3 separate regions of the Mus musculus genome follow, and all the other regions are linked to region 1. The links are chromatin contacts, called in public Hi-C and capture Hi-C maps. All regions are on one chromosome and are shown on one strand. Each heading gives the region's core, a stretch centred on a gene start, on an enhancer-like site or on the middle of the called end of the contact. The rest is flanking DNA. Distances are from core to core; before and after follow the strand shown. Region 1 has its middle 480 kb from the start of Zfat. Region 2 has its middle 270 kb from the start of Zfat. Region 3 has its middle 410 kb from the start of 1700012I11Rik.

The links. A called contact is a pair of places that touch in the nucleus more often than the background predicts. Capture Hi-C pulls out chosen DNA fragments and counts their contacts.
Region 2: a contact with region 1 is called in a capture Hi-C map of bone marrow-derived macrophages, with 6 times the contacts expected there. The contact joins two enhancer-like sites. A contact is called at or near these places in 8 of 484 Hi-C or Micro-C datasets (the BV-2 cell line, bone marrow-derived dendritic cells, bone marrow-derived macrophages and 3 more), 2 of 115 datasets of contacts at active chromatin or transcription factors (bone marrow-derived dendritic cells and bone marrow-derived macrophages) and 1 of 9 other capture datasets (bone marrow-derived macrophages).
Region 3: a contact with region 1 is called in a Hi-C map of bone marrow-derived macrophages, with 1.7 times the contacts expected there. The contact joins two enhancer-like sites. A contact is called at or near these places in 3 of 484 Hi-C or Micro-C datasets (bone marrow-derived macrophages, liver and macrophages) and 1 of 115 datasets of contacts at active chromatin or transcription factors (bone marrow-derived dendritic cells).

The regions. Positions count from the first base shown.
Region 1 is chr15:67,779,319-67,783,275 of GRCm38.p6, reverse strand. No RefSeq gene overlaps it. Among named protein-coding and RNA genes, the nearest start is that of Zfat, 480 kb to the left of the region's middle. Within about 2 kb of position 2,140, at least 62 of the 459 cell types and tissues checked have an H3K27ac peak or open chromatin away from gene starts, as enhancers often do. A contact at or near this core is called in the BV-2 cell line, bone marrow-derived macrophages and macrophages, where this site is marked.
Region 2 is chr15:67,987,832-67,991,788 of GRCm38.p6, reverse strand. No RefSeq gene overlaps it. Among named protein-coding and RNA genes, the nearest start is that of Zfat, 270 kb to the left of the region's middle. Within about 2 kb of position 1,983, at least 8 of the 459 cell types and tissues checked have an H3K27ac peak or open chromatin away from gene starts, as enhancers often do. A contact at or near this core is called in the BV-2 cell line, bone marrow-derived macrophages and macrophages, where this site is marked.
Region 3 is chr15:67,634,470-67,638,426 of GRCm38.p6, reverse strand. No RefSeq gene overlaps it. Among named protein-coding and RNA genes, the nearest start is that of 1700012I11Rik, 410 kb to the right of the region's middle. Within about 2 kb of position 2,061, at least 25 of the 459 cell types and tissues checked have an H3K27ac peak or open chromatin away from gene starts, as enhancers often do. A contact at or near this core is called in bone marrow-derived macrophages, where this site is marked.

The sequences.
Region 1 (3,957 bases), core at 891-3,390:
CAGTCAGGGGTCTAGCTAGCATATTGACTGACTTGATCTTGTGCAGATCTTAAGCAGGAAACAAGAGTTGCTAAGTACTTGCCAAGTCAGAAGACAGAGTTTTGATTTGTGTTCCACAACTGAAGCTCTTAGACTCTTTTCCCTGTTTCTTGATAATCCCTGAGGTTGGTGATGGTATATATGTCCCATATGTGGCTGAGTACTCATTCCACTGACAGGTAATGTGTGAACAAAGAGAGAATTTAAATTCTCAAAATCTCAGTTGCCTTGCCTTAAAAGTGGCTGTAACCCATGTCTCCTAAAGGTGGTTATAGTAAATAATTCCTGAGAAGTGACTGTCACATGTCCTAGCACATTCAAGAAGTACTGGAGACAATGACAGTGGTGATATATATGAATTCATAAGCAGTAAGTGATCACCGTGCACTGGTCTGGACACTGAGACTATGCAGCAGCGAGAACGATACTTGTTATACAAACTCATGAGTTGCCAGGAAACAGAGATGTAGCAAAACAGCTGGGTAGATGCATTCATCAACCTTTATTGAGGGAACACCTGCCAGGCACCAATAAACTACTGTACAAATTGACGTAATTACAGCACCTTGTCCCTGATATCAGAGGCAGTAAAGTCTAGGGGAGGAGACAGGTACTAAATAAATCTCTGCAGGATATCCTGGGAGAATTTTCTGTCCACTGGCTGCACATGCCTGGAATGAATTCCTGGTGAGCTAACTTGAGGTAGAGATTAGGAATATTGTGATAATCCACTGAACAGTTCTTGGAGGGCTATCACCCCACACTGTAGACACCATGACAGATGGTCTAGCAATGGGACATGGGGTGTTTGAAAAAAGATATTCAGGAAGCTATGGGATAGGGAAGTCTGAATTCATCTGGATTTGAGAAAGTGGAATTGCCCCACAAAGCTTCTCAGAGGAAATGGCTTTGTAAAAAAAGAAGATAGTCTCCCAATAGATATGTTAAGGCAGAGTGAGCAAAAGTAACAGGGGTCCAGCTCAGTGGGAGGATCAAGGAGCATGGCTGAATAGCAAAGACTAGGGAGCCCTATAGGAGGGAGCCTCCATCACACAAGAGGTCAAGAAACAATCCTAGCCCACGCATGCATGGAATAGGAACCAGAGTCATTGTGCTTCCTCTGTGTGAAGATGAGGAGAGCAGTTGGTGGAAGTGCTGACTCTGACCTTAACCAAGCTGACTCTTAGGGAAGAGAAAACACCCCTAAGTCTAAAGACATAAGTCCATCAGTGTGTGTGTGTGTGTGTGTGTGTGTGTGTGTGTGTATGTGTGTACTTGCTAAAAGACAACCTCAGGTTTTCCTTCTCAGGAGCCATCTACTTTTCTTTTCCTTTTGAGATAGGGTCTTTCACTGGTAATGTAATCTATCCCCAAGCCCTAAATACATCATTTCCATAAGCAGAAGTTGCAGGAGATGGACTTATTGGTACCTTTGATGTGTCTTCAACTGTGAGTGACATTTTATCAAACAGAATCAAGAAGAGCAGCTCAAGAGAGCCTCAGCAACAGCCATAGAGAAGGAAGCATGAAGAAGCAAAGATAAGTACTCTCAGAGAGAATTGATTCCAGCTTTTATCTTTTTAAGTTCTGCACCTGTAGTCTAATCTCTTATACTTGAATACTTAAAAGAACATTAATCCACACATAAATGAAAGTAGATAATGGCTTAATATTTTTCATGTGTCAGATAATGAACGTTTAAAAAGTGCTTCTAACCCTCTATACATAAGAATCTGAGAAACTTAGCGAAGGAGAGGCTGGATTCATGCTCCTCTCTTCATTGCTAAAACAGATTTGTATTAGATCCCTTGGCGCTGGGGCTATAGGCATTGGTGAGATGTCCTAAATGAGTGCTGAGATCTGAACTCTGGTCCTTAGGATTGGGCAGCAAGCACTTTTAACCATGGGGCCATCTGTTCCACCCCCAAGGGAGCACTGTCTTTGAGAAAATGTTTAATTACTTTAGAGATTTGTAACAGGGATTTAGGGTGGAGTGGGGCACTTGGTGATTGATGTGTAGAGCTAGGAGTTTACAGTGCTATGAGGATAAGGCTACAAGTGTTAAGTCAGTGGCTGTCAAGGAAGTTACTCATTGTCTAGGATGTACAGAATTGCAACATAGCTGAGAAGGACTCAGCTAATGGAGTATGACTAATACTGAGAGCAAGACAGTGTTTCAGATCAGGAAAAGAACTCTTAAAATCATTCGTTTCAAATATCTAAATCTGGAACTGGGAAGCAGCTTAGTGGGTAAACTGCTCACCATGCAAACATGAGAAACTGACTCAGCACCACCAGAACCCACACAAAAGTCCTATTTGGTAGTAAATGTTTACAATGCCAGTGTTGCTAGGACAAAATGAGACACGGAGACAGGAGCTTATTAGGACAAACCCATAAGGCCACTGGGTTTTCCTATGAGGCTGTTATTTTCTAAGTCCTTGGGGCGGGTGGGGCTTCAAGGTTAAAGGTAGGTCTTGAACAGGACAAAGCCAAAGAGATTTGGATGGGACCATAATCTTTAACAAGCCTCCGTGTCCTTCAGTTAACAGGTGCTTCTGAAATATGTTTACTAGAAAAGGCTGTTGGATAATAGATGATTAAAAATAAAAGTCATCTGGCCATGTGATTGCTTTCTATGCACTCAAAATGTTGATACCCTAGCCAAGGTGGTCATGCCAAGACCTCTGAAGTCAATAAACATTAGGAAGATCTAATATGACTTTCAGAGTCATTGAAACACCCTGCTCCTGAACTGGGTTGGAGGTGGAGCCTTTGAAATCCATAAGCCTAAGGCTGCTGGGTGGTTTAGTCACATTACTGCTTAGGCGCTAACTCTATAATTGCATAGGAAAGAGGTCATCTACAGTGAGACCCCGGGGAGTAAACACAGCTAACTATGTTACCGGGATGGTTTTAATGTGTGCTCTGAGATGCAGGCACTCCTTGTGTAAACCAGGTAGGAGCTTGCAGGCTTCGTTCTCATTTCACTGTTTACAATTTGATGCATCTTAAGAGCCATTCCAAACATTTCCTGGAAAATACTTGGCCTTAGAGAACCAGTGTGACCCTTACTGGTGTAGTGTGGGAAAGCCTGGGGTGGCTTAGACTCCCACTGAACTGCTGTATCTTATGGCAAGGATCAACTTCTGACTTAGTGAATGTTGAGTTAGGAATAGAAATCTGGCATTTTTCACCTTTCAGAAAACTGCCTTCTGGGAAACAAAGGACTACAGTTAGAATTATATGTATCTTTTAAGATCTTGCTTAATATTGGATGTATTTTTTTAAGGATAGAATAAAAGTGATGATTTTTCTTTTTCTTTTTTTTTTAATTATTGAAGTGGTTCGTTAACCTTTCATGCATGTGTGTTTCATTCTGATTGCTCGTCCCCTACTCTCCCCTCCCTCCTCCCTGCTTCAACCCCAACACCTCCCTACAAGTCCCCTTTCCACATTCATTTTTGTTTTGTTTTGAGATATAGTGGACTTGTGGTGTGACCTTAGCTTTGGAAAGCTCTATTGGAACCATGTAGGCTCAGTGTGGATTATAGCACTAGTGGCAGTGGCTCTCCAGCTCCCAGAGTTTGTCATTACCCATTAACATAAGAAAGATACATAGAGAATTTGATGTCCAGAACCATACCAACACAAGAACCGGCAAGTGATTTACTGACTACAAACCTAAGACTCTCAGTGCTTATTGATTAACAGAGAGAGAGAGCCCCAGACTTGGATCACTCTCATATTATGGGATAAATGGGCCCTTTGGAAAGGGACGTTCTAAACCCAGTTCTGCCAGGAGTCACAGAGATGGACTCAGAGTAAATAAGCTCAGATTAAAGACTTTAACATACTCACGCGTGCACTGACAATGAGACCAGAAAAATCAAGATGTTTAGATTTCTCAGTCTACAT
Region 2 (3,957 bases), core at 734-3,233, 210 kb before region 1:
GAAAGGGGATGTGTCTATTGAGATATGGTGAATTTCTGGACGATGTCAAAAGATAGACAGTCATGTATGCTGATGTAGTGGGGATGGGAGGGAAAACAGGAAGCCCAGGGAGGGTTGAAACTCTGTCTTGAATGGCTAGAGGGACAGTTTCCATTTACAGAAACAATGAAGACTACGGAGAAGGCCAGGCCTTGGTGGTGAAGATCTGGAAAGTAGTTTTGAATATGTATTTCTGTGTTATCTGTACATGTCTAATGTCAAAATGAATAATATCCTGGTCTACACATTCTTCTGTAGCCTGATCTTAACACACAACAGAGCAGATTTTTTTTTCTGGTTCTGCTACATGCATACTGGGAATATTGATGAGCCTTAGCCTAGCTTGTATCCTGTGTCTACATTTCTTCATCAGAAAACAAAATTGCAATACCATGATAATCACATTTTCTGCTATCCCATTACACTTCTAGGGAATCAATGCGTGTAAAAGGATATTATTACTAATTCATGAAAATGTTGAATTTGACCCAAGGTTTGTAGAAAGAATAATTTGCACTTGTGGGAGTAAGCTTTGGTTATCAGTGGCTGAGAGGGGACTGCGTGGATAAGAGAATCACTGAGCAAATGAGTCTGCTTATCTCCTGGTTCCTCTTGTTCATCTCACATCACCGTATCTATTCACTATGACAGCAATATTTTCTAATTAGAAGATTCAGCATTCTCAGGAAGAAACTCTTGAGTGGCTAAGGTATCTGTGGAAATTCTCTCATTGGATCTGGGAGAAGAGAAGGCACTGATTTAAGCTGACAGTGATCTCCTCTGAGCCCAGTTATAAGTCAAGTATTGCTGAAGATGAGTAAAAACCACTAAAGCAATTACCAAGCATAGATTTTCGATAACTCATAAAGCAACAATAACAATGATATAGCTACCTCAGAAGTACTTTCCAGTCATGGCAAGATACAGCCCCATGGACAACCTTGTGTCTCAAGTAGTAAACATCTTTACCGATTTATTGTTAAAATTGGAAAATGTGAGATATTTCAAACTTAAAGAAAGCAAAAGTTTGCATTCCAGACTGTTCTCTGTTTTAAACATGTGTTGATATTTGATATTTCATTTTACTTGTGTGAGATATATATATGATGTATACCCATGTGTGTGCATAGCCTCTGGACATATGGAGGCCAGGAGAGGGTGTGTTGAGTGTCCAGATCTACCCCTCTATCACTCCTTGAAGGTAGGGTCTCTTGATGAATCTGGAACAAGGCTGGTGGCCAGCAAGCTGAACAATCCTCCTGTCTCTGCTTCCCATACCCCTCAATACTGGGGATATGGGTACAGCTACATTGACCTGTTAAATGGGTGGTGGGGATTTGAACTCAGGTTCCCAAGCTTGCACAGCAAACACTCTGACCCAGTCTCCCTTCCATCCACATTTTATCTTTTAGTCAGCTCAGCTGTTTTAAAGAATGGCAAGAGGCTGGTTTGTTCAGGTTTAATTTTTCACTGTCCTGGAGACCAAAGTCATTGGTCACAAATTTGACATGGCAAATGCTGGTGGTGTGGGGCTTGTGGGAAGGGTTTCTTCTGCATGGCAGACAGCTATCATTACATGGAAGAAAGTATGGAGGGGGAGGCAGGGAAGCTCTCATTCACCAACATTCCACACTCATTATCTAATTACCTCCCAGGGGTCAGATACAATTGCAGCCATGTTGGGATATGTGAACATTCAGTCCATAACACTGCTGTTTTGGCTTATTGTTTCTTAATAGGCTTATTGAATTTTATTTATATAACATTAAATTCACTCAGCTTGAATATACAATTCAATTATATTTAGTAACCTTGCCAAATGCAGCCATCACTGTAAATCAATTTCAAGACATTTTTTTTATCCGTACGACAAGATCACATGTGTCTATATTAATCCATGTTTCCAACCACAGCTCCAAGCAACCAGCACTTTATTTTTGGTTCTGTATTTTGCTTATTCTTGAGTTTCTTTTACAGAATTACGTAATATGAGGCTTTTTGTATCTGGCTTATTTCACTTAATGTCATGAAAATGAACCTCATCTGGTGCTGTGGCATGCATCATTATTGCATTTTAAAGTTGTTTTCTTATTAATTTATTTCTTATGTGTGTATACACATGCATGTCTCGATGTGTATGGATGTGGAGTTTGGAAGACTGGTTGCAGGAAGGAGACAGCTTTTGTTCTTCCATCATGCGGGTTCTGGGGACTTGTCAGGTCTGGTGTCATCTGTTTTTACTCAATGAGCCATCTCAATTCCTTATTGCTAAATCCTATTCACTTTAGTGAATACATTACACTTCAGTGATCTATCCCACAATTAATAGACACATAGCTTACTTGAAACTTTTTCTATTTGAACAAGACTGCAGTGAATATTCACATGCTATTCAACATTTTCCTTGCCCTTGAATAGAGAACTAAGAGTAGATCAGTGGCTCCTCTCAGGTCCGTGTCTAACATTCTAGAAACTGCTGGAATGTTTTCCAAAGTGTTTGCACAACGTCCTTATCACTGGTGATGTGCTATTACCCATGTTTCTACGTCTTCAGAATTCAGCTTTAATCCTTTTCCTGTATTATACTTACTCTCTGTGGGAATGTATTTTGCTGTGGTTTTGTTCATATCCCTATATTAGCACCTGCAATGTATAAATTAGCCATTTCATAACTGATGACACTTCTATGCATAATTTTCCCATCCTTTGATTGTTTTGTGTTATAGGATATATGTCGTTTTTGAAAATTATGGGTATGAGTCCTTTCTTGAGTATGAATTTTGCAAATATTTTCTACCAGTCAATTGTTTTATATGCTTATTTACTTACAACAGTCATTTGAAATTAAAATATTTGTCAGGTAGGCATATTTATTTTTAGTCCCAGCACTTGGGAGACAGATGCAGGGAGATCTCTTTGAGTCCTAGACCAGTCTTGTCTGTATAGTGAGTTTCAGGATAGCCAAGGCGACATAGTGAGAACTTGTCTCAAAGCTATATATATATATATATATATATATATATATATATATATGTATATGTATATGTATATGTATATATGTATATATGCGTATGCGTATGCGTATGCGTATGCGTATGCGTATGCGTATGCGTATGCGTATGCGTATGCGTATGCGTATGCGTATATGTATATGTATATGTATATGTATATGTATACACACACACACACACATACATACATACACACACACACACACACACACACACACACGTGTGTCTATACCTCACAGTTTAGGGATAATGGGCATGCACTGTCACACCTGGGTTTTTACCTGGGTGCTAGGAATCTGAACTCAGGTACTCATGCTTAAGCAACAAGTATTTTAACCACTGAGCTATCTCTGTAGAACTGTCCTATGCTGCTTTTAGAAGTTGATCTCATTCAAGCTTCTGAATCATTTTGAGTCATATTTGGATATGAGTGTGAAAAGTCTAAGCTCATTTTTATCCATAAGATATCTAATTATCCCGGATTACCTATTACTCAGTGACTGTAAATGGCAGTTTTTTTTTTTCCAAAACCAGTTGACTGTAAATATGAAGATTTATTTCCAGACTTGTCAGTCTCTCCCACCCACCCCCAGTCTCACACCATTGACATAACTAGCTTTACAGTAAGTTCTGACAGAGATGAGAGTTGTCCAACTTTGTTCTTTTTCGAAATTGTGTCCGTGATTCTGGGCGTTGTGTTAATGAGCAGATTTCTTTTTTCTGTTTTCAAGACTTTGTCTCCTGTCATCTTGGCTGCAGGAGCTGATGCAGGGGCTATGGAAGGATGTTACTTACTGGATGTGTGTGGATGTGGCTCTCTTTGAATTTACCTTGTTTAGAATTAGTCAAACTTCTCAAATGTGATGCTAAAGGTTTTTCGTCGGGTTTTAGGCATGCCTATCATTGT
Region 3 (3,957 bases), core at 812-3,311, 140 kb after region 1:
CTGCAGGCGTCTGAAGTCATATGGGATCTGGGCTGTACAAGTCACGAAACACAGTGCATTTCCCTGTATAGACAAGTCAATTTCAAACAAGCTTTTTGTTCTTTGAGACTGGAAGAATCCTTATTAATAAAAGATTACATAGTACAGTAAAAAGAAAATCCAATTAATAAAAGATTATAGTAAGGTAAAGAACTTGAGAAAGAATATTTAAAACTATTTGGGTTGGTTGTGATCCAAGTTTGTAAGCAATTTCCTGGTCCTGTTTGACCCATCAATATAAGGAATACCTTCATGTCCTATAACAGAGGAAATCCACATGGCTTCTCCAAAGTGGCTGTCAAGAAAATCTTGAAGACATGATATTAATATAATATATAAATTCTACTAGTCTTTTGTTTCCAGTAAATGAAATTTCAAGATGCTAAACAGAGGTAGCAATTTTCTGACGCTCAGGAACTGGAAAGTAGCATCACTGTACACTCAAATCCTAACCAGAAACCTAACATGCAACATGTTCTTAAAGAATGTGATTGAATGAATGTGTGTGTGACTAAAGACAGTGCACAGATAAATCAACACAATAGGAGAATAAAGGGGTAAATAAAATATTGTATAGTTCAAAGCCTCCATTGTGTTAATATTTACATGGTGATTTCCCCTGGCTACTGTGAAGATTATCTCAAGAATCACCAACATCTTGGCCAAGAGGCCATTGAAAGGACCTAAACATATCCATCCATAAAGCAAGCAATCTCATAACACTGTCATTCATGCAAATGCCACAGAGTACCATGGCAGAAAAAGAAAAAAAAACTTGATGAAAATAAGAGACTTCACAAGGGCCTGAAACTCAAGTTCTCTTAAATGGAGCATCATCTGTCTGCTATAACAAAGCTCTTTCCCAAGTGTGACGCAGAGCTATGGCCCCTTGCAAATGATTTCAGCTTACTCTGACTTAGAATATTTAGTTCATTTTTACAAGTGGAAATAATAAGCCCAGAGGAAATATTATGAAAATGAATCTGTAAACACTGCAATTGAATGTAATCGTGAGCAAGTCATAGCTTAGACTAATGAGGAATAAATTATGCTGCAATGCAAAATGAGATTTCTTTCTCAGCATGAATGCTGGGAGACAAAGCCCATGTGAATCTTCACGTAAAGATCCAACCGAGTGAGATGCTGAAATACTGACCCATGTTTGGAAAGAATCACAAATCAGCTGCCTGAGCTTGAACATGGTAAAAACATTACAACATCTTTGCAGGAACCACATTGTTTTGCACAAAATCTTTCTCAAACTCTACACCTTTCTTCTTTTCCACTTATAGAGGACATGGGCTCGTGAACTTCCTTGGGGTGCATATCACCAGATTTGCTGATCTGCATGCCATATTTTACCCCAAAGATACTGCTGCTGGCAGTGTTGGATTTGGGAACCAGGATTGTATTGCCTTTTCATTCTTTTATCCTTTATTTCCATTTAGATTAAAAATTCAATTCAGTTGACTCCATCTGTTAGGCCAGTTATTGTCTGACTATGATCACATTTTGTCTATCTGCTGACCAGAGAATTGACTTTTAAACTCTATTCTGCAGGTTTTTCTTATTTGAGATGCATTTCTACTCTGCATATCTGAGTTGGATACACCTAGTTAATGTTCTGGGTTTTAAATGAAAATCTGCCATACAAATTCCGGTCTCCATCATCTTTATCCTTAATCCTGATCTCTTAGCCCTAGCCCATTGTGAGCTATAGAACTAACTTTTGTACATGTGTAGCTCCCTTCTGATCCATTATCATCTGAACCTGGCAATGGCAACCAGTCTCTTCAGTGAGTCTCACCATTGTATCTACATGCTCTTGAATAGAGCTATGACAAAAGGAGCAGTGTGGAGATGACAGAGAGCAACTGAAAGGGCAGATCACAAAGTCAAAGTGACTTCTCCCTTGTACTGTTCTGGATTACATAATCTTTCAGATGCTTACTGACCTGCTGTGAGGACTCTCAAGAAGCCTCGTGGAGAGAGTATTTGAAGCTCCCTGCCAACATCTAGCTCTCATTTCCTGCCAACAATTTGTCAAGCATGACCATGAGTCATACTGGAAGTGGGTCCCATAGTCCCAGTCAAAACCTCAAGTGATGGCAATCAGGGCCAAAATTGAGACTACAATGTCTTGTCATTCCACAATCTAAAGTACTTTTTCCTTTTAAAAAATTTAGCCTGTGCATAGGAAAAGACAATGCCCAATTTGGAACAGGGATGTTAGGACTTGGTCCAAGTATCAGTGCCTCTCTTTACTATGGGCAGCCACTATCTCCCACAGCTCACGACAACCTGGCCTCTGTCTTCTCATCCTTGAATAGATGAAGGAGGAGGTCGAGCACCCTGTAGCAGAGAAGCATAAGTATGCAGCCTTCAGTAGCCATGAAGGATATACAGAGCAATAGTGTATTGCAGCCCTTAAACTTTTGCCCTGGGAAAAGAGTCTCTTAAAAGTCCCCATCCTCAGCCGGGCATGGTGGCACATGCCTTTAATCCCAGCACTCGGGAGGCAGAGGCAGGCAGATTTCTGAGTTCGAGGCCAGACTGGTCTACAAAGTGAGTTCCAGAACAGCCAGGGCTATACAGAGAAACCCTGTCTCAAAAAACAAAAACAAACAAACAAACGTCCCCATCCCCTTCCTTTAGAACTTGACTTAGCCAAATCCCTGTCCCATAATCTCTTGCTATACAAAAAAAGAAGCTGATCATAATCTTCAAAGAGAGGGAAGTTTAGAAATTGAAACAATTTAACTTAGATATTGGGTTTTGTTTTTAATACCTAAAGGATTCTATAGGCACATTTTATGTGCCTAAGACTTTTCACATCCACTATCAAAGAGACTGATTTACAAACCCATTGGTGGTTAATCAATAACAATTGCAAGCAAAATGTCCTCTATAGGTAACCTTCCATAAAGTCTGGGCTTCTCTCAGCTGAAGCCTAGTTAATCAAGAGATTCAGAACTATAAACTCGATGTGACAGTGGCACAAGGTGATGTTCAGGCTACAGTGTGACCTCTACAACTTGCCAGGTCAGTCACAGACTTGTCCTTGTACCTCAGCTGTTAAATGTGTCCAAAGACTGATCAGTACTAGAATCCAGATGACATAAAAAAGGATAGCAATTGAAATGGGAAGAAAATCATCTCCTGGCTTGTAAACCCAACTTGATCCATGGGACAATGACAGACAATAAATGTGGAGCTACATGAAGTCATTTTTATAGGTACTTTATGAGTATAATAACCAGGAGAAGGGCAGCCCATGCCTGAAGTGCAGTCATGGTTTATGGAAACGATCACCCTACTTAGTTCTTTCTCTGTATCTTCTTGTTGCATGTATCACAGAAAAATGAGCTAGTGATTTCTAATTATGCATAAATATATAAATATATGCCTTTCTTTCTGAGAACTGAAATGAACTTGAAATTTTTTCCTTTTTTTATACTAATTAATGTGTTCTTATTGCAGCCCATTTATACTTAATGATGCATCCAACAGCACTACAAATTGAAGATGTAAATGATGTTATATTTTTTTATACGTTTAGCTTTTTTTTTTTTTAACCTTGTAATATGTCATGGGGAAATAGAAGGAAATTATCAGGCTTGGTTCATTTCCTAGGTTAGAAAAGAACACTTTGCAACTTTCTTCATTAATTGAAAGTTTGGTTCCTTCGTGGTCCTACTTAATTCCTTTAAGCCCATTCAGCCAGCCAGAGAGGCATTTGAGCAAGTCATTACCACACGTGAATGCATTAGCTCAGAAATTGATTAATCCATCATGTGAATGTTTCCAACTACGCCACGGCAGACAACAAAATTCTAATGAAAACCCATTGTACATGGTGAGGGACAGCACCCTTGACAAGCACTTTCAATCAATCTGAAGGCCTCAGTTAACCTTTCT